Regions from separate parts of the Mus musculus genome. Here regions 2, 3 and 4 are each linked to region 1. A link is a contact called in public Hi-C and promoter capture Hi-C data. All regions are on one chromosome and are shown on one strand. The core of a region is the stretch at or near the end of the contact, and the rest is flanking DNA. Distances in the headings are between cores, read along the strand shown.

Evidence for each region. Hi-C and Micro-C count contacts between places; a contact is called where the count stands out from the background. Capture Hi-C pulls out chosen DNA fragments and counts their contacts.
Region 2: a contact with region 1 is called in a Hi-C map of Th1 cells, with 9 times the contacts expected there. The contact joins the promoter of Hif1a here to the promoter of Zbtb25 in region 1. A contact is called at or near these places in 3 of 39 promoter capture datasets (the C10 cell line, embryonic stem cells and pre-B cells), 1 of 484 Hi-C or Micro-C datasets (Th1 cells) and 1 of 115 datasets of contacts at active chromatin or transcription factors (large pre-B cells).
Region 3: a contact with region 1 is called in a Hi-C map of regulatory T cells, with 8 times the contacts expected there. The contact joins the promoter of Prkch here to the promoter of Zbtb25 in region 1. A contact is called at or near these places in 2 of 484 Hi-C or Micro-C datasets (CD8 T cells and regulatory T cells) and 1 of 115 datasets of contacts at active chromatin or transcription factors (thymic regulatory T cells).
Region 4: a promoter capture Hi-C map of adipose tissue shows a contact between it and region 1, with 3 times the contacts expected there. The contact joins the promoter of Eif2s1 here to the promoter of Zbtb25 in region 1. A contact is called at or near these places in 1 of 484 Hi-C or Micro-C datasets (CD8 T cells), 1 of 115 datasets of contacts at active chromatin or transcription factors (astrocytes) and 2 of 9 other capture datasets (adipose tissue and liver).

What each region holds. Positions count from the first base shown.
Region 1 is chr12:76,367,986-76,370,841 of GRCm38.p6, reverse strand. It overlaps Zbtb25 (zinc finger and BTB domain containing 25), which reads left to right and starts at 1,282. Exons shown (of 3, transcript NM_028356.2): 1 at 1,282-1,402. It overlaps Zbtb1 (zinc finger and BTB domain containing 1), which reads right to left and starts at 322. Exons shown (of 2, transcript NM_178744.3): 1 at 112-322.
Region 2 is chr12:73,906,508-73,909,207 of GRCm38.p6, reverse strand. Hif1a (hypoxia inducible factor 1, alpha subunit) reads right to left here and starts at 1,341. Exons shown (of 15, transcript NM_010431.2): 1 at 884-1,341. The coding sequence starts at 918.
Region 3 is chr12:73,583,486-73,586,327 of GRCm38.p6, reverse strand. Prkch (protein kinase C, eta) reads right to left here and starts at 1,532. Exons shown (of 14, transcript NM_008856.4): 1 at 803-1,532. The coding sequence starts at 1,165. LOC115488016 (collagen alpha-1(I) chain-like) reads right to left here and starts at 2,650. Exons shown (of 3, transcript XM_030247047.1): 1 at 2,561-2,650; 2 at 2,019-2,117; 3 at 1,193-1,898. The coding sequence starts at 2,650. The coding sequence ends at 1,233.
Region 4 is chr12:78,860,369-78,863,329 of GRCm38.p6, reverse strand. Eif2s1 (eukaryotic translation initiation factor 2, subunit 1 alpha) reads right to left here and starts at 1,258. Exons shown (of 8, transcript NM_026114.3): 1 at 1,150-1,258. It overlaps Atp6v1d (ATPase, H+ transporting, lysosomal V1 subunit D), which reads left to right and starts at 1,692. Exons shown (of 9, transcript NM_023721.2): 1 at 1,692-1,911. The coding sequence starts at 1,871.

The sequences.
Region 1 (2,856 bases), core at 33-2,532:
CTCCGGCTCCCCGCACCGGTCGGCGCCGCCTCGGCCACGCACTCCGCCAGGCCCGTGGCCCAGCTTCGGCCAAAGTTGCGCAAATGGCCCCGACGACTGGCAGCTACTCACCGGGCGCGGTGGGACGCGCGGCTGCGGAGGTTTTATGGAGTTGAGGGCAGCGGAGCCGCTGGGAAGGCGGGCGGAGGCGAGGGGCTGCGGGCTGCAGTTGACGGCGCGCGGCGCTCGGCTGGGCTGCGCCGAGACACTCCGGGCTCTGCCAGGGACTGCGCTGCAACAAAGGACTTCCGCTGCCGCACAGCCGCGCCTGCCGCACCGCACTGAGCCGGCCCCGCTTACGCGGCGACTCCGGGTCTGCCCACCAGTTCGCGGCGGCGTCCGCCAGCCTTCCCCTCCCTCTCGCCCGCCCACCCACTCCGCCGCTGGCGGCTAGGGGCACCCGCGGTCGCCTGTTGGTTGCAACAAGTTTCTGCGTCGGGCCGGGGAGGCTGGCACTGCCCGCAGCGCGGGCGCCCGGGCGGCGGCGGCTGGAGCAGCACTGTCGCCCCTCTCCCCGGAGTCGGCTTGGCCCTCCTCCTGTTTGCACAGCTGGACGCCACTGGGATCCTCCCGACTCCCCCAGGGCTGGATGCCGATCGCCCTCTACCCAGATGTCAGACCCCTGTCCCGCAGGGCCCCGCAGTTGGACCCGCCCCCGCGCTCCACCCTGGACGCCTGGAGGGGGGGGTGACACTCTCGTCCCGTCCAGCCTAAAGCCTGTCCGCTCGGGGTCCTCCGTGCCCCCCGACTCCTCTTCGCGTGGGCCCGCCAGCCTCGGGCCTGAGTCACTTCCCCCGCCATGCCCCGCCCGGCCCGCCTCCCTCCCTGGCTCCCGCCGCATGTGGCTGCCTGCCCCGCGCCCTCGTCCCCCTCCCGCGCCAGACGCCGGTGCATCCTTGCCCGTCCCCACCCAGGGCCGAGGGGGCACCCGTGGTTTTTTTTTGTTTTTTGGGTTTTTTTTTTTTTTTTTTTTTTGCACACGCCGGGGAAAGTTCCCAGGTCACGCCAAGACGTGTGGGGAGCCAGTGACGCTCGAACTTGTCCCCACACTTCCGCCTCCAGTCACGACTGGGGACCGTGGCAGAGGCGCGCCCGGAGCGCGGGGCCGACCCCCGCCTTGGCCACTCGGGCGGGCAGGCAGGCGCGCGCGCACGCACGCACGCACGCAGGCAGGCACGCACACTAGCCGGGGTGCCGCTCGCTTCCCGGCAGTCCGGTCACGTGGGCCGGGCGCGGGAAGCCGCGCGAGAGCAGCCCGCCGGGTGCGTGAGCGGGCGCAGCCGCGTGGTGTGCGCCGCGCGGGAGCCCGCCCCTCCCGCACAGAGAAGCCCGCCCGCCAGTCCGCCGCCGCGGCGGAGTCTGGGTAAGCAACGCGGCCCTGCCCCTGTGGGCTGCTCCGGGCTCAGTCCCTCCCGCCGCGAGCCGCCCGGGCGGCGGCTGCAGCTGCACCCGTCGCGGGACAGATGCAAGTAGCCGGGGAGAGGGGTGCTGTTTTTGGTCCGTTGGAGATGTCAGTCAGGGCCCAAGGAGGACATTAGCAACGGCGAGCGAGTGCTGGGCGCGCGGAGCCGCCCCTGGCCGTGGGCCGCCGGGGCCTAACGCGGGCGGGATGGCGCGCGCGATTGCCGCACAGCCTTAGAGCCCATTCCCGCTGCGGGCCGGGCTCCGAGCGGGCGCAGAAGCCTCAATCCGTCTGTGTCAGCCGGGTCCTGGGCGGCCGCGTCAGGCCTCCAGGCTCTAGCAAGTGGGCGGGTGTCCAGATCGGGCTGCGCAGCCCTCACTCTCCCCTCCCCCATCCAGTTTGTGAGTACCTAGCATCTAGGGCAAGTAGCCCCCTACCCTAATAATTAATTTTTCTCTTAGCCCAGTGGTTTTTCATTTTGAATTCTGGCCCCCATCTTATATCATCGTCTCCCTAGCACTCATTTGGAGGAATCAAGCCGTTATCAGTTGCTTAGGTAACGCACTGCGCTGTACCTGGAACCTGATAGCAGCTAGTGTTGTGTGTTTTATAAATTAACTCCCATCTCCCTCTAAGGGATTAAAGTTGGCCTTCTTCCTCGAGGGACTCCAGCAAGTCCTTCAAAAGCTGCAGAGCTGTCGATTGACAGAATTGAAGTACATCTTAGAATCAGAGTTTTTCAGCTGAAAAGGACCTTAAATATCGAGTCCATCCCTCATTTCACAGCTAACACCCGGCCTAAGAAGCAGAGTGTTGCCCGATCAAAGTTTCTGCACCTTTCATAATTAGCCTCAGGACTGCAGTGCCAGTTTATCCTGCTTTGGACAGTGTATACTCCAGAAGTGATTAAAATTACATCAGGTTTACAGGACTTCTCAAGTTGATAGCCCAGGCTAGTGTAGAAGTAGCAATGGATCTTAGGTCGGGCTCTCACTCGCAGGAACTAAGAGTGTATGCCCCCTGGTCTGGCCACGTGTCTCGGCCTTAGGTTTAGGCATCATTCTTGAAGCAACCTAGATATAGGTACATAGCCACTGCCTGACTTGGGGGTGGGATGAGTAGGTGTGAAATAGTCAAGATGGCTGGGATTCAGTTAGGGAGCAATGAGACATCCTGGGTGGTCAGCAAGAAGACCCCCACCTACCCCACCACACACTAGACTGTCATGCCCAGTACTATAATAAGCTGTAAGGAGTTTCCAGTCAGGTTTAGTTTTGTGTGCTAACCTTTGCCGGCAGTTTTAATAACTGAATTCCCTAAAAGGGTAGTATTGTCTTGTTATAAATATGTTTTAAGTCGGCAGAAGTGAGTGAGCCAGAGAGGTATACCTGACTGTGGTGACAAGAGTAGTTGGC
Region 2 (2,700 bases), core at 92-2,591, 2.5 Mb after region 1:
CACTAGCTGTACTCAATTCTAAAATGTTCTCCTTAGACTCAAACCACAAGATGTTTCATAAACTTACACTGAATTCTCATGGAAGATTTCACACTTCAGATGTATGGTTTTTGGAAACAATTCTTTTCAGGTGTTCCAATAAATTTTCAGTATTTTAACCGACGGCTTTCATCATATATAGCCCCCACTCCATGAAATTACCGGCCTAAATTTAACCAAAACTATCCGTAAGTTATTTTCAGGAGTGAACGAGGCAGCCACATATTGATACATAACGTCTGGGCTCTCCTGACAGGTGATGCAAACACAAGTTTGTAGAAATTGGAAGTTGTTTACAATGATGCCATTTTCCTAAATTCCCGTTACTCTGATGGAGGCAAGTTTTTCCAGATTACAACCAAACCCGCACGTGCAAACTAGAAAGTTAGCGTCTTCGGGCCCCCAGAAGAAACTCCCTAACCTACAAAGGCAACGGCGGCCGCGGCGCAGCGAGGCGGCTCGGGGGAGCCCCGGGTCGGCCTCGGAGGGCCTCGACCCCAGGAAGCTGGCAGCGCGCACAGGGTCCGCCCGGGGCCCGCTGCTCGCGGCTAACGCGGAGGACGGGGAGGGAAGGCGCGGGAGCTAGAGGCGTACTCGGCCCTGGCCGGCTCGGCCGGATGGGCGCGCGGGGCAGGCTGGGCTGCGACGGCGCGGGGCGGGTGTCCGGGGCGGAGACCCCAGCCCCGCCGAGCGCAGGGCCCGCGACTCCCACCCCCAGCGCCAAGATGGCGACGTGGACCGCGGGGGAGCCCGGCGCGTGAGGCTGGGGGGGACGGAAGGGGAGCGGAGACAAAAAAAAAAAAAAAAAAAAAGCCAGTCCACGGAACGCGGCGGCCCGGCTTACTTTTTCTTCTCGTTCTCGCCGCCGGCGCCCTCCATGGCGAATCGGTGCCCGCGTTGTCTTCCCGGCCGGCGGCCCCCGGGCTCGCTCGGGCCTAAACGCCGGCTCTGTCCGCGCGCGCGGAGAAAGAGACAAGTCCAGAGGCGGGGTGGGAGGCGGGACGCCCCCCGGGACGGCGAGGCGGGAGCTGCAGGCTGCGCTCGCTGAGCTCCGGCTCGGGTTCCTAGGCGCTCCTCCGGCTAGCTTGTCAAGGCCTGGCTAGACACTGCCCGCGACGGCGGCGAGGACAGTCCTCGCGTCCCCTCAGCCGAGGAGGCTCTGTGCACTGAGGCGCTGAAGCAGCGGCAGGGGGCGGGCAAGGGCGGAGGCGCGCTCGGGCGCGCGGCGAGGGGAGGGAAAAGCCGAGGGGTGCGCGCGCCCGCTCAGCACCCAACGCGCGCGCCCGCGGGCCCGCCTCACCTGAGCGGAGGCGGGTTCCCGGAGAGCCAATGGTGAAGGACGCAGGCGGCCAGGCCCCACCCCAGCCCACGTTGCTCTCAGCCAATCAGGAGGAGGTCAGCTGAGCCCCAGCTGGGACGAGCTGCCCCGCTCACGTGCTTGTCTGTGTGCAGCTAGGGAGGGAAGAAAAAGGGGCGAGCGACGGGTGCGGCTGAGCCCAGGTCTGGGGGTGGGGGGGTCTCTGCACCTTCAATGGAAAGCTGCGTCTGGCTTTGGGAGGCGCTGCTGGAGCGAGTGGGCTGCCAAGCTTGGGTCCGAGCCTGGCTCGCACCGCCCCGGCTCTCTATAGAGTTCTCTGAGGCTCGCTTACTCCTTAGCTGCGTGGCTGGACCCGGTCGCCGCCCATCCCGCCCGAGTTTCCAGTTGAAAAAAAAAAAGCCAACTTTGCGTTCTGGCAGCCAGCCCCCCTGATGTTAGAGTGGGGTCCCTCCTTCCCAGGTGACCGACACCACTCAGTCTCCAGTCTCCGCTCTTTGCTACACAACAAGGGAAGTCTCCAAGTGATTAAGATTTTCTGGGCCAAAGTTTGACTACTGAGCAAATGCAGATAAAAATATAAAACAAATCCGTCTTGCCAAACCTCTCAAGGGGAGGGAAGTTGCAGGGCCATTTAAAAATAAACTATCTTAAGCATTTACAAATAAACAACAGCTTCAATAAGTGAGAGCACAAGCCTGAATTTGACAAGACAGGAAAAGGCATTGAATAGACTTATTTTGCTTTCATGTTGCTTTAAAAACTGACAAAGATCATCTTAAATGGATGCAGAAAAGGTGCAAGAATTGTTTCAGACTGAGTTTAGTTCACTGTTTAGACTGAAAGAAGAACAAGTCCTTCAACCTACAGACCTTGACAGGACTGCTCACCGGCTATGCTGGGAGCTATGGATTAAAGCCATCATTTTTAGTCGGTCTTTGGAAGCATAAATGTTAGGTCTGTGGGTATGGTGTGTGTTTGTTTTAAAAGTATTCCAAGCCCAACAAAGGAACACTTCGTGCCCGTGTGTGTACACACACACACACACACACACACACACACACACACACGTGTTATAGACACAACTGAGTCTGAATCTGGGGTCTCTGAAACTGACCTGACACTAGACTGTTTAGTATCTCTTCTTTGCCTTGTTAGTACATTGTTACAATCTAACTTTGGGTTGTATAATAATGTAGATATCTATGGTACATTTAAATTGCATTCAAATCCAAAAACAATGCCCTCTAGAAATACACATAATGTCCAGGTCTAATAAGACAATAAACAATGCATGAAGCAACTCAATACTCATAAAGATATGATTACAGCTGGAGATTTAGCTC
Region 3 (2,842 bases), core at 283-2,782, 2.8 Mb after region 1:
AAAAATTCTATCTCCAGGGAACTATGGGAATGGCAGCAGCATATAAGAAGTTGCGGGCAGCTAAAGGTCAACGCAGAGGGAGGAGACCCAAACCTAAGGTGTCTTGGCCACCTCTTCTCAGAGGAATAGTTTGGAAGCACCCATACACCCAGGCTGACTGAACTTAAGAGCAAACAGAGAAGTTTTAAACCTCTCACCCCACCACTCCCGCCTCCACCCTCGCCCCCAATCCCCAAGGGAAAAGCTAAACAAAACTCTGCCAGGGTGCAAAGCCATGCACTCACTCTGATCCCTGCCAGTGTAGCTTTTGTACCTCTGGGATGTAATGGATGTGCATGCTGAAACACGTGTGCACGTCTGTGTGGCTGAACCAACATGCATCCATAAACACTATGAATAATACTCGCGAGAATGTATGGCTTTCTCCTAAGAAGTGTTTGAAGCACTTGATTCAAACCATATCCCTTTCATATCGCCCTTTCTCTGCTTTTCTTTATATGAGAGTTGTGATTCCCAAACCCCCTACCCCGGGAGGAGGGGGATGGAACTCTGTATCACTATTGGGCTTCCCCTAAGTGCAAAGTCCAGGTCCACAAAGAGGACGGATTCCCAGAGTCCCACCTGCGCCCGCATACACCCACGGCTGTCGCGTCAACAGTGCAGGCCACCTGGGAAAGGACCGAAGTCTAGAGGGAATTCCTTCCCCTGCAGGGCGATGAGGGAGCGGGACTCTGACGAGTTTCGAAAATTAAAAGGAGGGAAGGTCCAGCAGACATGGAGGAGTGAGGCGATCGCTACTTACCCAGCCCTCGAAGGTGTCCGAGGTACCAGCCGTGCGCAACAGCTCCTGGAACTGCAGCGTGCAGTTGGCCACAAAGTGGTCATAACCCAGGGGCGTCTCGTGGAAGACGGCTAGCTCCAGGTGGCCGCCGTCGGTGACATTGGCGCAGAACTCCTCGTTGTAGGTGGGTTTGTTGGTCTTCTGCTTTGTGCTGGTCTGGCCCACGCGTACCTGGTCTACGCTCACCGTCAGGTAGGGGTCCAGCAGCTGGTGGCCCTTTTTGAAGAGCGAGTGCCGCAGGGACCAGCGGGTGGGCTGCAGCCCTACAGCCTCTCCGATGCGGACCCTCAGATAGCCATTGAACTTCATCGTGCCGGACGACATGCCGGCGCTGCTGCCGGAGCCCCGAGGGGGCCGCGCTGGCTGGCACTGGGGAACCCGGAGCCCGGGCTCAGGGCAGTCCTCTCCGCTGCCACGGGCGTGGAGGCAGCTCTGGGAAGAAGCAGCGCCCGAGCCCCCTGCGACCGGCCATTCCGCCTCCTCGGAGGGATCTTCCCCTCCCCTCCTTCCCTCCCGCCCTTTCTCCTGAGGTGGAAAGGAGGGGAGCCGGGCTCCGAGCCCTCGGCGGGCTGCTGGGCTCCCGATCGTCCTTCTGGAGCGCGCGGGGCTCGCCCCTTCTCCGGGGCCGGCCAGATAGTCTCCCCGGAGAGCAGGAGCGACCCGTCCGGCTAGCTCCAGCTTTGGCGTCTCTGCCCCCGCCTCCGCCCGTTCCTCCTGCCCCCGCCTCCGCGGGCTCACGCTCTCCCCCACTCGGTGAGCTGAGAACCAGGAAGCAGCAGCAGCAGCAGCAACCGCAGCCGCATCCCGGCCAGAGCCGCGCGCCGCCGGGCTCCAAGTTCTCAGAAGCCCGGTGCGGGCTGCCACGCCTTCCGGACCCCGGGGGCGTGGCGCACCGCGGGCAGCACCGCCTTGAGGGGTGGGTGCCGGGGTTACGCGGTGAAGGGGGCCCGCACTCCCCACTCACCCCAGGGGCGGTTCCCGCCCTGAGTGCTCGCGGATCCCTGCTCCCGGTGGCCGGGTTGGCGGTGCGTTTCGGGCTGGAGGCTGCCCTAAGGGGCTGGACAAAAAGAAAGGATTCCAGGCCCACCGCCAGCAAACACCTGAGGCGTGGGAGACAGCCGGGGAGAGAATTGGCAGGACGGGTGGATGCGGAAAATCAGCAGCAGGGAGTTCCTACCTCCCACCCTAAGTAGTGGCCTGGAGACCCTGCCGGAGGGTGACAGAGCCCTAGCCAGAGGCGGGTGTTCTGTGGGGAAGGGGAGGTCCCTTTCCTAATCTTTACCGGAATGGGTCATCCCAGGTTCAGCTTAGACTCATCCTGTTTATGTGCCTTTTCGGCAGAGAGTAATTAGTTGTTTTGTTTGCGTATTTTTTTAATAGGGCAATGGTAATGATGGAAATCCTGTACTCCTTCCTGGGAGAGGTGTGTCACTGCACAAAGAGCAGGAAAGATTGGTTCTGCTGGAGACTGACAAGGCCAAGATGTAATAAGTCCCTTCCTCCGCAAGAGGCGGTTTGCTGGTCCACCTAGTCCTGCATTATAAGGGCAGCAAAGTGTTCACATGCGCCACCCTGACACACAGTGGCTTTCAGCTGCCTCTTCTAGGAACAAACACTCTAGGTTGTTATTGTCAGAGTGGGCAGACCCTAAGTTTACCCATCTCGTGACTTCTACAGGTTTTGTCTCCTAGGAACACCTTTTGGTCTAATCCATTCTACCATAAAGCTTGCTCCCTGAGGGCCAGCCGCAACCAATATGTCTCCTATAAAGTCCAGGCCATTCTTAAGACGCTTAAGGACGCTCACCATACTCGTTCTTACTGAACAGGCTGGTTGGTCGTCTGTCCCCTTTCTAGCACATGGTTTGGCTTGCTGAGAAGGTTCTGGGCAGTTTCTCATTAGGGAGTTGAGACCTCACCAGTAACAGCTTCACACTATAGGATGAGATGGAGAACAATGGGCTGGCCGGATGGGCCTCTCTTGGAAATACCAAGGCTTCCT
Region 4 (2,961 bases), core at 9-2,508, 2.5 Mb before region 1:
CTCACAAGGGATCCCACTTCTGTAGTTAATGCCATACAGACTGTATGTGTTCTGATGTAAACAAACAAAAACACACTTCAAAGCTAGTTTCAAATACCTTGCATTATTAGTATTTTGCCCCTGTTAACTTCTAGAGTCGGTACATTGTCATGTCACCATAGCAGATATGGGCAATGAACATTCCAAAATAAAATGTACCACGCTGGGAAAACGCTGTTCAGCTCTAAAGTTTACTAGTACAACTAAGTCTTTTGAGAATCAGGGCCCACCATCTGGCATCATAGGCACAGAAAAAGCACTACAATTTCATAACTGACATTTTTGATGAACTGTCGAGGGTCTCCACCTCTTTAACAACAACTTGAGGAGGAGAAAAATCAAGACTTTTCTGATGTACCCTTTCTTCAAGAAACAATGTTTGTTCCTTAGTGGAAATTAAAGCATCCTAAATATAAGGGGGTGTTTAAGAGCCCCAATGCGAGTACACACTTAACTCTAAAGTTTTACGCTTTCAGCGTCCATAATTACAAAACTCCAGTTTTATTTTCGCAGTTACCCAAACAGGGCAAATAACTTCAACAGCTGATTTTAAATTCCAGGAATTCACTCATACAGAAATGCACAGCTAGAGCGAAAACTTAACGACCTCAACACTAATAGTTCCATTTTGGACTTTTTTTTAACTTAAATATGGTGGTTTATCCTATTGTTTCTTTGGCGAAAAGTTCAGTCTCCACAGAGAGAAAAGTTTTGGCAGTATCTTGGGGCTGAAAAGAAGGATAAAAGAAAGAAAAAAAAAAAAAGCCCAAATTCTCCGGTCCGGTAAAAGCAATCGTCTTGAACTAGGAGTGGGACTGGAGTCGAGGGTTCTCCAGAGGCCTCCCCACCACAAGACATCTTTAAGGAGGCTGTAAAAATCTACTTGGCCCACGTTCCTTCAGGGGTTCCTCCGCCCGTCCAGCCACGTTTCTGGCTCGCAGGAGCAGACACCGGCTGGCGAGAGGGCGCAGGAAATCACCAGCGGGCGGTGGCGACGGGGTCCAGACACTTCCCGCGCAAGAACGGGAAAGGGGGGGTAGCCCGGGGCCTAGCCGCACTGGACAAAACCAAGGCGAATCCTCGGGGAGAGCAAGCTGCGGGGCCGGTCACCTGAAGTGGATGTGTGAATCCCGAAGTAGGGTCCCACGCCGTGCTGCTTAGTGGCAACGAGGAGACTCGGAACACCAACCCCGGACGCCGAAGCTCCTCAGCGTGCGCTTCGCCCAACCCAGCGCGCATGCGGAGCCACCTCTCACTGCGCAGGCGCCGACAGAAAAGGATCCTTCGTTGCCACTAACCATAGAGTCTTGGTCCTCCTAATATGGGCGGTGTGAACCAAGGGACGAGCTGAAGAGTCACTGCCCCTGGTATTTATAGATTTTTTTGCGGAGGGAACTTGCTAGGTTTAAAGGAGAGGTAAGTTTCTGTTTCTTGCTCCAGGATGATCGCTTTAAGTTTTAGTCAACCAAGAGAGGGCGCTGTGACGAATGGCGGAAAGCCGAGGAAGAGGAGGAGCGTGATCCTCTCCTGACCCATCCCTCAGAGCGTGCTGGGTGCCGGCGACTCGCCGGAGGGAGGGGCGGTGGAGAGACCCGGAATTCCGGACTGTGCGCGCTTCCACATCCGGGCATTCCGTCTCCTCCCCCTCCCTCAGTCCTCGCCCAACAGGAACCGGAAGTGGGAACCGGTTTCCTGGTTGCCTCTTAGCAACGCAGTTGTCAAGTGACCCGGTCAGCTGACTCCCGTGGAGGCGGGCACTGGGGTAACCGGTTCTGGAGGTGTTGCGGTCCCGATTGTCTCGCCGGGGGGCCCGAGCCGAGTCACCGTCAGGATGTCGGGCAAAGACCGGATTGAAATCTTCCCTTCGCGAATGTAAGTTAAAGACTAGGACAAGCGACAACCGTGTTCAGGCACATCTTCCCGGCGCGCATTCCTGCGTACCCTTGGCCACCAGCAAGGTTCCTTGGTTTCTGGGTCGCTCCTTGAGCTTTCCCCAGGGTCTTCGTTTCCTCTGAGTTCCGAGCGAGGTTTCTTTCCAACGCTCCCCTCCCCTGCTGTTTCTGAGAGAAGAGGCCGGAGAAAGTGGTTCCAGTCCACAGGAAAAGGGGGTTCACCTGCTGGCAGCTTTTGGAGGTCGATGCCTTTACTCACTCATTCCGCACACCCTTTGAGCCACACACGGAGTTTACATAACTGAGCCGTCGGCGCCATCTCTACCTCCCAGGGCTCATCATTGCTGAGGATTGAGATGTAGACGCTGAGGTCTGACCAAAGCTCCCAGACGGGAAGTTATGTGACAGGGAAGCAGCTAGAAGGCCCCTCAGCCAAAGTGACATTGAATGTGTCACCCTCTCGCAGCTGTAGGTTTCAGTCTTGGATCCCGTCAAGTGTTATTTGCTGTGGGAAGATATCCCTGCATTTCTGAGGTATTCCTATAGCCCTGTGATGACTGCACTCTTTACGTCTAGCAAGTGTCACTCATGACACTGTCACGCGGGTATTTATTTGGGCTGTCTCCTGGATGAAGGAGGCATCTTTTTAATGCATAGAAGGTCCACAGAAAATTGTTCCTTGAACCCTTGCTTGGGATGTGCTCAGTTACAGGCCGCCTTTCTGCTTTGGGTTAACATCCTTGTTAGGAGAAGTGATGAAGTGAAAACTTGAAGTTTTCTCAAATACATATAATAACTTGTGGAAAGAAAAGGGTATTTGTGCTCTCATCTTCAATTGTTCCTGAAGAAGGAAATCAGTTTTTATTCTGATAATTAGGTCTCTCACTGTGGTCCTGTTTTGGGGCCTGTTTAGGGTTTTGCGTGTGTGTGTGTGTGTGTGTGTGTGTGTGTGTGTGTGTGTGTGAGAGAGAGAGAGAGAGAGAGACAGACTGTATTGTTTACCTTATCCTATGCCTTTTTACTTATAGAC